Linked DNA regions of Mus musculus: regions 2 and 3 are each linked to region 1. The links are chromatin contacts, called in public HiChIP or PLAC-seq maps. All regions are on one chromosome and are shown on one strand. Each heading gives the region's core, a stretch centred on a gene start, on an enhancer-like site or on the middle of the called end of the contact. The rest is flanking DNA. Distances are from core to core; before and after follow the strand shown. Region 1 has its middle 35 kb from the start of Gm23117. Region 2 has its middle 15 kb from the start of Gm40931. Region 3 overlaps Gm34276 (a long non-coding RNA gene).

Region 1 (3,720 bases), core at 898-3,397:
GTCCTCATCACATGTCCGGAAACAGGTTGTTGTTCTGTTTCGTCTCAAGGCATCAAAGTCAGACCGTGTATAACCAGGACAAGGAGAACAAAAGGCAGCCGCAGCTTTAGTCCTCCCCACCCCAATCTGTGCTTCCCCATCTGAACCCAATGAGCAATGGAAGACGCCCAGCAAACTGAGATGGGGAGGAAGTGGGGGGGGGAGCAGCCCCTGAGAAAGTGAATGAGGTCTTCTATGAAGACAGAATTATGCTGGGGGTGGAGCTAAACCCAGTCCTCTGGTTCTGAATCTTCGTTAACACTTCTAACGGGTCGGCCATGCCCAACTCTTTACAGGGAGGTGGATTCTGGTTACTTAAATAATTTGCTCCTGGGGCACCATAAAACCTTAGACCCGGAGCAGAGCTTAACAATCTAAACTGACTCTTTCTTCTGTTGCTATCGGAGTCTGTCTCCGTGCCAGCAACAAATGCAGGTTCTTGGGCCCCCCTGCCTCAGACTTAACTGAATTCCGTGCAGACCAAATTTATTCTTTTTCTAAATTGGAACTCAGCGACTGGTACCCCCAAATGCCTAAAAGGCCAGATGTTTAACACAGAATTTAAGGTGCCTGGCCTTCCGTTGTCTCCACCCATCTCTAACAGAAAGAGATTTTCTACAAAGGCCCCACATCCTCCCAAGATCCCATCTGCCCACAGAGAAGCAGAGTGCCCTCTCAGGCTGCACACACAGCTCTATTAACCAGAGAAAACGCAGCTCAGATCCCAGGAAGATGGCTGAGATTGGTGAACACACCTGGGTGGACTTTTCATCACAAGCCATAGTTTGGTCTATAGAGAATCTTTCCCAAACCACTGTCTCGCATCCAGGCCAAATAGACTGTCACAGGCCACAGAATACTCTCTAATGCACACTACTGGGTTTCCCTGAAAGCCATTTACTATTTTTCTACAAACTTTCTGCGTTTCCCCACTCCGCCCATCTATTCTCCAAGAGGAGTTCTTCAGTTTCCATCTACTCTCCAAGAGGAGTTCTTCAGTTTCCAAATCACGGTTAGCGCTTCCCTGCCTGTAATAAATGCATGAATCTTTCCACGGCTTCCTTCTTTTTAGTTGAGACTAGCAATTCTTCAAAGAGTGGAAGGGAGTTCCCCTTCAGTTCTACGACCTCATACATGATCCTCTACGGGCTCTACGTGAGTGTTTCTATTTCCAAGGAGCTGGGTTGCAGAAACAGGCAGCTGGCTATGAGCCCTAACAATTGGATGTGTCCTTGTGTCAGTGAGATTAATCTAACTTCAGCGACTTCCACCTGCTGGCCTTGGCTCCATCCTGTGACTACAATTCAGAGTTATAGCTGACTCGGGATCCCTGGAAATTGGGCTAATTATCCCCATGTAGGAGTTTGGTAAAAACTGAATACAAGAGGCTAAACCGGGAGGGAGGCCAGCGCTTCACATTTTCCTTTCAACCAAATAAAACAGCAAGATTAAGGGCTGTCCCCGGCATTTGTGAGATTATGATAAATATCAGTGTTAATAACAATAGTGACAGTAATAATTACCCACGGCTTGATTTGGATGCAGGTCAAGAAACCATCCGGATCAAATTACACATAAGAAAAATATGTGTGTTCGGGGTTGGGAATGTTCTCAAAAGAGGAAGAAAAATGGTCACCGTGAAGCAATTTACCTTCTAGTGGGAAACAACTGCGCCTTCGCATTCCAAATGGATCATGAGAGATAAAAAGAAAGGCTCTCCTGGCTGGATACCATGTACTGAAGCCTCCCTCAGCTTTCTGACGTGGTGTGACTAAGGTAGGAAGGACTCTTGAGGCAGACAGCAGTCATCTGTCTTGGCCACCCCGCAGCACTTTCGGTTGAGTATGCTTGTTTAGCCAGAATTGACCAGTAGAGATCTTTCCTGTCGGTTTCTGGCAGACTTTTGGTGGACAAGATGAGGGAGAGTGTGGCATTCCTATAACGGGCTCATAGATGCTACTCTTGCTAGAAATCATGGCATCTACGCTGTAGACCCTCGCTTTGGCCTAAGAGCGATTAAATTCTGACACAGCTGTTTACATCGGTGTCTGTCTCCTTCTGGCTCTGGCTCAGACTCCAGCAAGGCTCAGCATAGGCGTGTTAATCTCCTTAGGGAGTGTCTACTTAACCTTTATCTTTCCCCTTCAAGGCTGAAGAACCAAGATAAGCCTTTGTCCTCTTCCGGATTCTCGGAAGAGCGAAGCCTTGCAGGATAGAGCCACCTTGGGCCTCAGGCTCCTCCGACTCCCTGTGGCTAGGCTGCAATCTGGAGCTTAAATACTCTTCTCTGAAGAACCAGTGTGGTGTCCCTTCAAGCACTAAGGACTTTTGGGGATCACCTTACAGAACTAGTGCTGAAAAAATGATTAACCCTTTCTTGAGCACCACTTGCCTTTTGCCCCAATTCATCCTCTATTTAACCCAAGAAGCTCAGGTCTATACCCTGAAGGCGAAGTTGGGGGAAGGGAGACCCCTTTATTCATTTCTCTTCTTGTTGACCGGCTAAATTTCTTCTTCGTTTTTCCTCCGTTATTTCACTCTCTAACTGGCATTGGGTCTGGTGGCTGAGCCTAGCCTCTTGTGGCTGGTAAGAGTCTGTGCACTGGAAGCATCCCACAGCAGATTCCTTCCGCAGACAGGCAGGGAGTCAGTGGCCTTTGGCCCTGGCTACAGCCTCTCCTTGCTCTGCAGTCTCTTGTCATCTAGCAGCAAGGCACAGGCTTCTCCTGGCATCACCAGGGTTCTCACAAGTGATTTTTTTTTTCCTTCCCCAAATTTGAACCTGGAGAGTGTTTACTTCCTGTCTCACCCCAGGGCCCTGCTGATTTTTCCCATTACTGCAAATTGCTGCTCTCGGTGTTTTGCATTTGTTATTAAGATGTAATCAGGGTTGCCTAACTGATTAACAGCCTCGCCCCTCATCCCCCCCAGCCTCTCACACCTGACTGGGAGGGAAGGCAATGAAGACAGCCTAGGTGGTTGTCAGGGGGCCGGTGGGTTCTTGTAGGCAGCCTGACAGCTGAGAATACCAGGAAGCCACAGGGCTTCTCCATGGATCCCTATTGCAGGGAGAAGAAACCTTGCACCTCTCAAGTTCCTGGGAACCGAGGTGAGTGGGGTTCCTAGGTCCTGTGATGGTATAATGGTGGTGATGCCTGTGCCGACCTGCCCAAAAGAAGCAGAGACCAGACTGAGCCAGGCCTTCTGATGATCAAGCACAGAGCATCTCTTAGGGCAGAGAGGTAAGATGCGGAGCTGAATAAGAAAGGGGAAACGTGGCAGGCAGGTATTCGGCCTGTGCTAGATCACAAGTCAATCAGCTTGGTGGGAAGCAGCTGCCAGTCCTGGTCACCGCAAACCGGAGAACCCTTCTCCCTTGCCTGCTCTGTCTAATCTGACCAGGTCCTCTCTGCTTCTGCCCATGCTTTCAGCCATTAAAGTGAACAGAAGTTTTGGGGGAACATAAAGAACCAACTCCTAGACTACACCTCAATTTCTTAAGGACATCCAACCCCCTGTGACCCCTTTCTCTGACCTCCTTGGGTTTTTTGCTTGTTTGTTTGTTTTGCAATAGTGGGATTAAACCCAAGAGCTTGTTGAATGCAAAGTAATTTAAGCACCACAGTCACGGACACAGAAAGCAAACTGAGACACTACATGTCAAAGGGGACTCGACCCAGC
Region 2 (3,720 bases), core at 760-3,259, 740 kb after region 1:
CAGCTGTGTCTCCCTGAGCTTCTGACACCCTCACACAAACATGTATTCAGACAAAACAACAATGAACATAAAATAAAAATAAATCACTAAAATAAATAAATGAAATCTTTATTTTAAAAAAAAAAAGAGAAATTTTGAAACAAAAACATGACAACACTGACTTAGGAGAGCAGCCACTGTGAAGATTAAAGATTACATAACGGACAAGTTGTAAAAGCCCTTGAAAGCATAAACTGCCTACGAGTAATTATTACCATTGTTATTAATCACCTCGGTTCATCACATACAGTAAACACGAGACAATAAAGACGGGACCCTTAAATGCAGTATCAGCAGGGAGAGCCATTTATTACAAAGCTATTTGCTCCGATGCCATTACCGTTATGAAATTTTACGCTGTCTAGCACTTTTCACCGGAGAATGTCAGAGTGCTGTACCAGCACGGGCTCTAATTACGCTAATCCTTGGAACACGGAGGAAGCAGCCTCTAAAGACCACTTGCATCGCTGTACTCACTATCCAAGAGGCAAGAGGTCCAGCCCAGATGTGGGGAGGCCTCCTGCTGAGGGCCGGAGTCTCAAAACTTCCAAAGACTGAAGAAGCTGCTATGTGTGAGTCTCTCTCTCTCTCTCTCTCTCTCTCTCTCTCTCTCTCTTTCTCTCTCTCTCTCTCTCTCTCTCTGTGTCTCTGTCTCTCTGTCTCTGTCTGTCTCTGTCTCTCTGTCTCTGTGTGTGTGTGTCTCTGTCTTTGTCTCTCTGTCTCTGTCCCTCTCTGTCTCTCTCTCTGTCTCTCTCTCTGTCTCTCTCTCTCTCTCTCTCTCTCTCTCTCTCTCTCTCTCTCTCTCTCTCTCTCTCTCGGCTGAGGGTGGAAGTGGAAACCCCAGCCTCATGCATGCCAAATCCACATGTCATTTTCTCTCGTTTTCTTTTTTCTTTCTTTGCTGGGGTGCTGAGAATTAAACCCAGAAACACAAACAGATGCACGTTTGCGCTTTAATTTGTATGTGTGTGCTGTACAGTTGTATACGTGTGATGTGTGTGCATGTGTGCGTGCACACTTGTCTACTGATTTTTAAGCCCAAGTGCCCCCCCCCCCAGCCCCCAGATGTTACGAATGGGGATACATCTGAATCTCACTGAGGTTGAAGGGCAGCTGTGTTGGGATTAGGGTTTAACTCAGAGCTAAGATCTAGCGGCTGCAGGAGGTCTTTTGAAATGGGAAAGCTACTTGGGGTGAAGGGGAGCTAATGAGATACACTTTGCATCAAGGCCTGAGTTTCATCCCCAAAACCCATTTGGTGGAAGGAGAGAACTGACTCCTGCAGGTCTTTACATATTCACTAAATAAATGTAAAACAAAACAAAACAACCAAGCAAACAAAAATCGGGCTGATTATAGTGGTATTTACCTGCAATTCCAGCCCGTGGAGACAGGAGGATCAGGAGTGGGAAGCCTTCATCCTCAACTACACAGAAAGTTCGAGGCCGGCAAAGACGCAAGGAGACCTTGTCTCAAAACAACAACAGCGAAACAAAAAGTAGATACATGGGCCCTAAAATACACGGCCTGACGGGAAAAAAAACTGTAATGGATGGAACTTTGACCCAGGGAGTAATTGTGCTAAGGTTTCTTCCTGGCTTCCTCCTTGCTCTGCACTGAGCTGTTGAAGTCCGGAGACAATAGAAGCTCACTCTGTCACAATGGTTCCCTGAACACTCCTGTGAATGTGCTTACTGCAGGACACAATGACTCTTTAGACGCAAGAATTTAAGACACCAAGTTTACATCCGCTGCGCAAAAAAAAAAAAAAAAAAAAAAAAAAAAAAAAAAAAAGCAAGCAGAACAGACAGAGTTAACCCACAGCACGAGGGTAAACAGCTTCTCCCTCAGAGAGAAAACAGCCAGGCTTGGGTAGGCCAAATTGCTCCTGTGATTATCACGTTACTGCCACACAAACCCCCAGCCTCCCACCGAGCCAGCTTTTCCGAGGTAAGCGGTGCCCTATGCTGTCCCAGTTGTCAACTACCCCTGTCATTGCTGAGCTCATGCTGAGCTGCTACTCAGTTTGACAGACAATAACAATAACAACAAAAACAACAACAACAAAAAGCCCTGCCTGGTAAATTATTGTTTTTATACACAAAGCAGAAGAGTTTGGTAGACGCTTTCCACAAGCCACAGACATGTTCTCCAGTCTTACCCCATTAGATCCAAGTGTACCCTCAGGGCATGGGAGGCTTCTCCAGGCCACTGCGGTCTTACACAAACATCGTGATTAGTACCACGCTTGTTCCTATTAGCGTCAGCAAAGAAGAATGAGAATGGCGGGGAAAACCCACAGAGTCCCAAGCAGAGAAATTAAAGTCGATATGTTTTTTTAATTGATAGATAATTGTACATCTATAAGGGATTTGATCCATATGATGCTACATGACATTATACATTGGATAATGATTAACTTAGGACATCATCTCAAACATTTATCACTGAGTTGGTTAGGGGTTTTTTTTGGTTTTGGTTTTGTGGGGTTTTATTGTTTTTTGTTTTTTGGTCTATTTAAAACAGAGTGACATCCTTGCAGTGGTGATGCACACCTTTAATCCCAGAACATGGGAGACAGAGGCAGGTGGAGCTCTGAGTTCGAGGCCAGCCTGGTCTACAGAGCCCATCCAGGACAGCCAGTGCTGAATACACTAAGAAACCCTGTCTCAAAACAAACAAACAAACAAACAAGGGCTGGAGAGATGCCTCAGCAGTTAAGAACACTGACTGCTTTTCCAAAGGTCCTGAGTTCAAATCCCAGCAACCACATGTGGCTCACAACCACCTGTAATGAGATCTGACACCCTCTTCTGGAATGTTATATAACCTAGGCTGATTCTCGTGCCTCTGTACCGCCTCCCTCTCTCCCCACCCCACCCCCGCCATAACTGGCTACACTCAGTTTTACTACATGAATAATATGCATACTTATGAGAAATTTAGAAAGCACAAGTAAGGGGGAAAGGTAATAATATATTACAAGGACAATCCAGAAATTCATTTTTATCTCTACATGATTTATTTCAAAGTTGACAAGACACAATTCCCAATGATGACCTCCAAGTTCACAAACATGAGGGAGAATAAATGAACCAGGAAAAGTATGTCAGCATGAGCCTACTTACTGAGAGCAACTGAATCCAATATGAGACCCCACTCAAGCTTCGCAATGGAAATCTATATAGCTGTAAAGAAAAATGAAATTTGCAAGTTAATGGATGGAACTGGAAAATATTATACCGAATGAGATAACCCAGATGCAGAAAGACAAGTGCCATGTCTTCTCTTTTATTTGTGGGTCCTAAATGCAAAGTTTTAGATTTGAGTGTATAATCTGTAGTAACCATAGAAGCCCATTATGCAGAAAAAGGCTGGGCAGGGATGGGGCTCTAGAGCAGGGCCAGGGCAGGGTACCTGTGGAGAGGGGAAATGGAAAGTGGAAGAAAGACCTAACTGGGTGGCTAATACAGAGAGAGAGGGAAAGAGGGGGAAAATAACACAAAGAGTGTTTGGAAAAGCCATAGGGAAACATATGATTTTATAAAATTACTTTAATATGTAGATAGATAGATAGATAGATAGATAGATAGATAGATAGATACATACATACATACATACATACATACATACATAGATATATAGATACATACATAGATACATAGATATATAGATACATAC
Region 3 (3,720 bases), core at 737-3,236, 650 kb after region 1:
GCTGCTCCAGCGTGAAGATCAGAGTTTGCATCCTCCACGCCCACACAGATGCTGGGTGGGTGTAACGGCCTGCTCGGAACCCCAGTGCCCAGAAGACAGACAGAAAACTGGGGATCTCCAGGGCAAGTTGGCTAAGGAGACTTAGCTGAATTGATGAGCTCTGGGCGGAGGTGAGAAAGCATGCCTGTATCCAGAAGGTGGAAGGAAGACACCACACAGCATCAGCTTCTGGCCTCCACACACAAACACGCCCACACTCAGGCAGATGGAGGATGTACACACACGTAAGCAAGCGCACGCGCACACACACATACAGATACAAAGCAGAAGTGATTTCTCTGGGAGATGCTTGGAGAATGCAGTCATGTGTTGACTACCTGGAAAGGGGATAATGTAAAAGGATTGGGTGACCGGAGAACAGCTGGGGCGGTGAGGGCAGATGGCAGACGGGTTCACGGCCCTGAGGGAGAGCAGCGACAACTTAGAAAAGAGAACAGACAATACCAAAAGTCTGGTGGGGGTGGAAGAGTCAGCCGAGTCCCTCGTGGCAGAACTAAAGTGCAGCACCTGTTGAGAGCAAGAAAGGAAGAAACACAGAGGCTGCAGCCACCTTAGACCTCACAGTTAACGGTACGAGGCCCTTCTGCCCTCCTCTACCCAGTTAATCATAGGAGAAGCAGCAATGCATGCTGGGAACTCTCCCTGTACTGGGTACTTTCCGTATTCCTGCCAATGGACTTCAGACAACCTCGCGGGATATATACTCCTGTGTCCATTTTACAAGCAAGGAAGCTGACATTTGAAGAAGAACCTAACACAGCGGGAGACAGAAGCACCCCCACGAGGAGGAAACCAACATGAAGGAAGGGCAGGAGGGAGAGGGATGGAACGCCAGCCTCAGCGAAGGCAGAAGGGGACACAAAGGTACAGAGACAAATGCGTGTCGGAGGACAGCTTACACACCTCAGCTGAGCAGGCCCTGGACTCGAATCCTCAGCAGATGCCAGTTCTTGGCCACAGGAAACTGGCGGGAAATTAGCTCACCCTGAAGTGAAGTGTAATTGTTCTACGGAACCATTAGTATGTGTCGCCGCTAGGAGAAAGAAAGGTTTTACGATCGGGCAACAGACAGAGGTAGTGATGACTCTGGATCACCCGAGAGTGAACTGAGGGTCAAGGAGGGATGGACCAAAAAAAATAATAATAATAATAATATGGGGAAGGGGGTAAAATTGGACAGAAATGTCAGTTGTTCTTTGCTGCAAGTTACTAATGAGACCCGGGGACCAGACCACCATGAGACCAATGATGTCACACTCCTGTGAAGAGCGGTTCCAGGAATCTCGCATCGCAAGGCAGGAACACATTCCTTAAGTCAAACTGAAGCTCACCGAAGCCTGGAGAATCTGAAGGCCATGTCCACAGTGACTCACGCAGGCTTCCAGTGGTGGCCTCCATGTCTCTGTACATATTTTTTTAAGACAGCAAAGAAGGGGAGCACCATGAATTTGTAGTGGATACACACTGTGGTAAACCATCAGGCCATAGCAGGGGGAAGGGGACAGGGAGAAGGAGAGGTGACCAAGCTGGCTAAGTCAGTCAACTGGGTGTCCAGGGAGGGAACGAGGATTGAAAAGAAAAAGACAATTGGACAGCATTATAACATGACTTCAGCCATTGCTGAGGCTGAAGCGGGTTTATCTTTCTCCAGCCTGCCTTTATACCATTCTAAGCACATGCAAAGAATAAGGTCAGTTCTAGGTCAGGGAACAAACAAGGCAATAAAACCAAGTCTCTTGATCAAGGTTTCTAGGGGCTTATCAGGATGTCCGAGATAAAAGGAATAACCCACTCTCCCCTGCTGAGTTTACCTTGAGCTTTGTATTAGCTGGAATGTAAATATTCTTAATCTGAGCCTATTTCCTGAGTCCTAGCCCAAAGTCTAATTCCTGCCTGAACCTACTACTTCCATGTCCTAACCCAATGTCAAATTCCTGCCAAATTCCTACACGGTGGCTCCAGAAGCTCTCCACAGAGAGGGAGGAGGAAAAGACCTGTGGAGCAGGAAAAGGAGGAGGAGGGAGGAAGGGAGGGAGGGAGGGAGGGAGGGAGGAGGAGGGGGGGGGGAAGAAATTGGAGGGACCAGAAGAATCCTAAGGAAAACATGAAGATGTCAGCCAGGAGCAAAACAGCAGACCACTGGGCCACCCTTAAGAAGTGAGGAGAGTTTTCTGAAATAGGTGCCTTCCTAGCAAAGTCCTGGAGAACACTGAGGAATGTGTAAAAAACCTCTATTTAACAGAGTAGAACAATGTTTCCCAGACAGAATCGTGGCTCCTTAATGAATCATGAAAACCAAATGAGTCCTGACCAGCGTTTATACTTAACATGGACTACAGTGGGAAGTATCAGAGCAAGCCATGCACAGAGTAAGAAGTGTGTCTATGTGATTCCCGATTGTATCTGCCTACTTCTGTCAGGAGAGTACCACGTTAGGGTGGAAAATACATTACATCATAATTTTGTTTATTTACTTCCTGTGCGTAGACTCAAAAACAAATTTGAGGGGCTAGAGAGATGACTTAGCAGTTAAGAGTGTATATTGCTCTCACAGAAGACCTTAGTTTGGTTCCCAGTGTTCACATCAGGAGATTACAACTCTTTGTAGCCCCAGCTTCAAGGCATCCAATACCCTTCTGGTGCCTATTGGCAGGTAAACACACACAGAGAGACCCACAAGCATACACACACAACTAAAAATAAATCTTCTTTTTTAAGTTTGAAAAAACCCATGAGATAGTAGTATAAAATGGGGGGGGGGGGGACAGAAAGCAATAAAATTGCAACAATGTATCAGTCAGGACTGTCTGGGATATGATACTGTAACAAGTGACCCACCTGCAACAAGGCTTGACTTCTACAGAATGTTACATTATCACTGGGCAATCATTTAGAGTTCCACTAGTTTTATACTCACTCCAGAAACTAGTGTATGTTAAGAATTATCTCCATATGGGATACTAATGGTCAAACAAGAATGAAAAAGTGAGCACCTTGTGACTATTAAGTGTCCTTCTGGAAGTGCCACTTGCCCACAGCCCAACTGGTCAAAGCAAACAAAGGGACTGCATTTGATAGCAGTGAGACAGGGTAAGGAGACACCTTGCGCCCCCTGAAAAGAGAGAGTGATTGTTAAGGGCAATTATATAGCCTGGGAGGGTGGAACGTGTGTCCTCCCAGGCTGAAGCAGAAGGGTCCCGAGTTCCCAGCCAGCCTGGACTGCACAGTGAAACTTTGTCTCAAAAACGGAAAATAAGCTCAAGCTTCTCTAACCATTTTCTCTTTTCTTCTTCAAGGGTTCTTCTTTCTTTTGCCCTTCTCCATCCCTTTTCTTTCACCCTTTATACACCCCCCATACTAGTTAGGAGTGAAAAAAGGATAGAAGGGATACTTCCTGCTGATTAGGGGCATCGGATTCCTTGGGGCAAGTTTGATCTTCGCTATCAGGATAATTACTTCTTCGTGTTGTTTCTCTTTCGCCCAGATGACTACTTAACAAACCCTGACCTAGAGCAACCAACCAAGAGCCTACAGCATATCCAGCTCCCTGGGCCCTAGCATTTATATATTCTCTGAAAAATCCTCAGAATTCTAAACACCACACAATCATTGGAACTATCTGCAGCTGGCAAAACCGCGCCCCTGCTAGAGCACCAGGAA

What was found. HiChIP or PLAC-seq counts read pairs in DNA pulled down with a chosen protein or histone mark.
Region 2: a contact with region 1 is called in an H3K27ac HiChIP or PLAC-seq map of extraembryonic endoderm stem cells, with 5 times the contacts expected there. The contact joins two enhancer-like sites. A contact is called at or near these places in 3 of 115 datasets of contacts at active chromatin or transcription factors (astrocytes, embryonic basal ganglia and extraembryonic endoderm stem cells).
Region 3: a contact with region 1 is called in an H3K27ac HiChIP or PLAC-seq map of trophoblast stem cells, with 4 times the contacts expected there. The contact joins two enhancer-like sites. A contact is called at or near these places in 5 of 115 datasets of contacts at active chromatin or transcription factors (astrocytes, embryonic stem cells, thymic regulatory T cells and 1 more) and 1 of 9 other capture datasets (embryonic stem cells).

What each region holds. Positions count from the first base shown.
Region 1 is chr13:43,906,339-43,910,058 of GRCm38.p6, forward strand. No RefSeq gene overlaps it. Among named protein-coding and RNA genes, the nearest start is that of Gm23117, 35 kb to the left of the region's middle. Within about 2 kb of position 2,148, at least 54 of the 459 cell types and tissues checked have an H3K27ac peak or open chromatin away from gene starts, as enhancers often do. A contact at or near this core is called in extraembryonic endoderm stem cells and trophoblast stem cells, where this site is marked.
Region 2 is chr13:44,649,817-44,653,536 of GRCm38.p6, forward strand. No RefSeq gene overlaps it. Among named protein-coding and RNA genes, the nearest start is that of Gm40931, 15 kb to the left of the region's middle. Within about 2 kb of position 2,010, at least 39 of the 459 cell types and tissues checked have an H3K27ac peak or open chromatin away from gene starts, as enhancers often do. A contact at or near this core is called in extraembryonic endoderm stem cells, where this site is marked.
Region 3 is chr13:44,557,990-44,561,709 of GRCm38.p6, forward strand. The region is part of intron 1 of Gm34276 (a long non-coding RNA gene); the gene reads right to left. Among named protein-coding and RNA genes, the nearest start is that of Gm34276, 8.8 kb to the right of the region's middle. Within about 2 kb of position 1,987, at least 20 of the 459 cell types and tissues checked have an H3K27ac peak or open chromatin away from gene starts, as enhancers often do. A contact at or near this core is called in trophoblast stem cells, where this site is marked.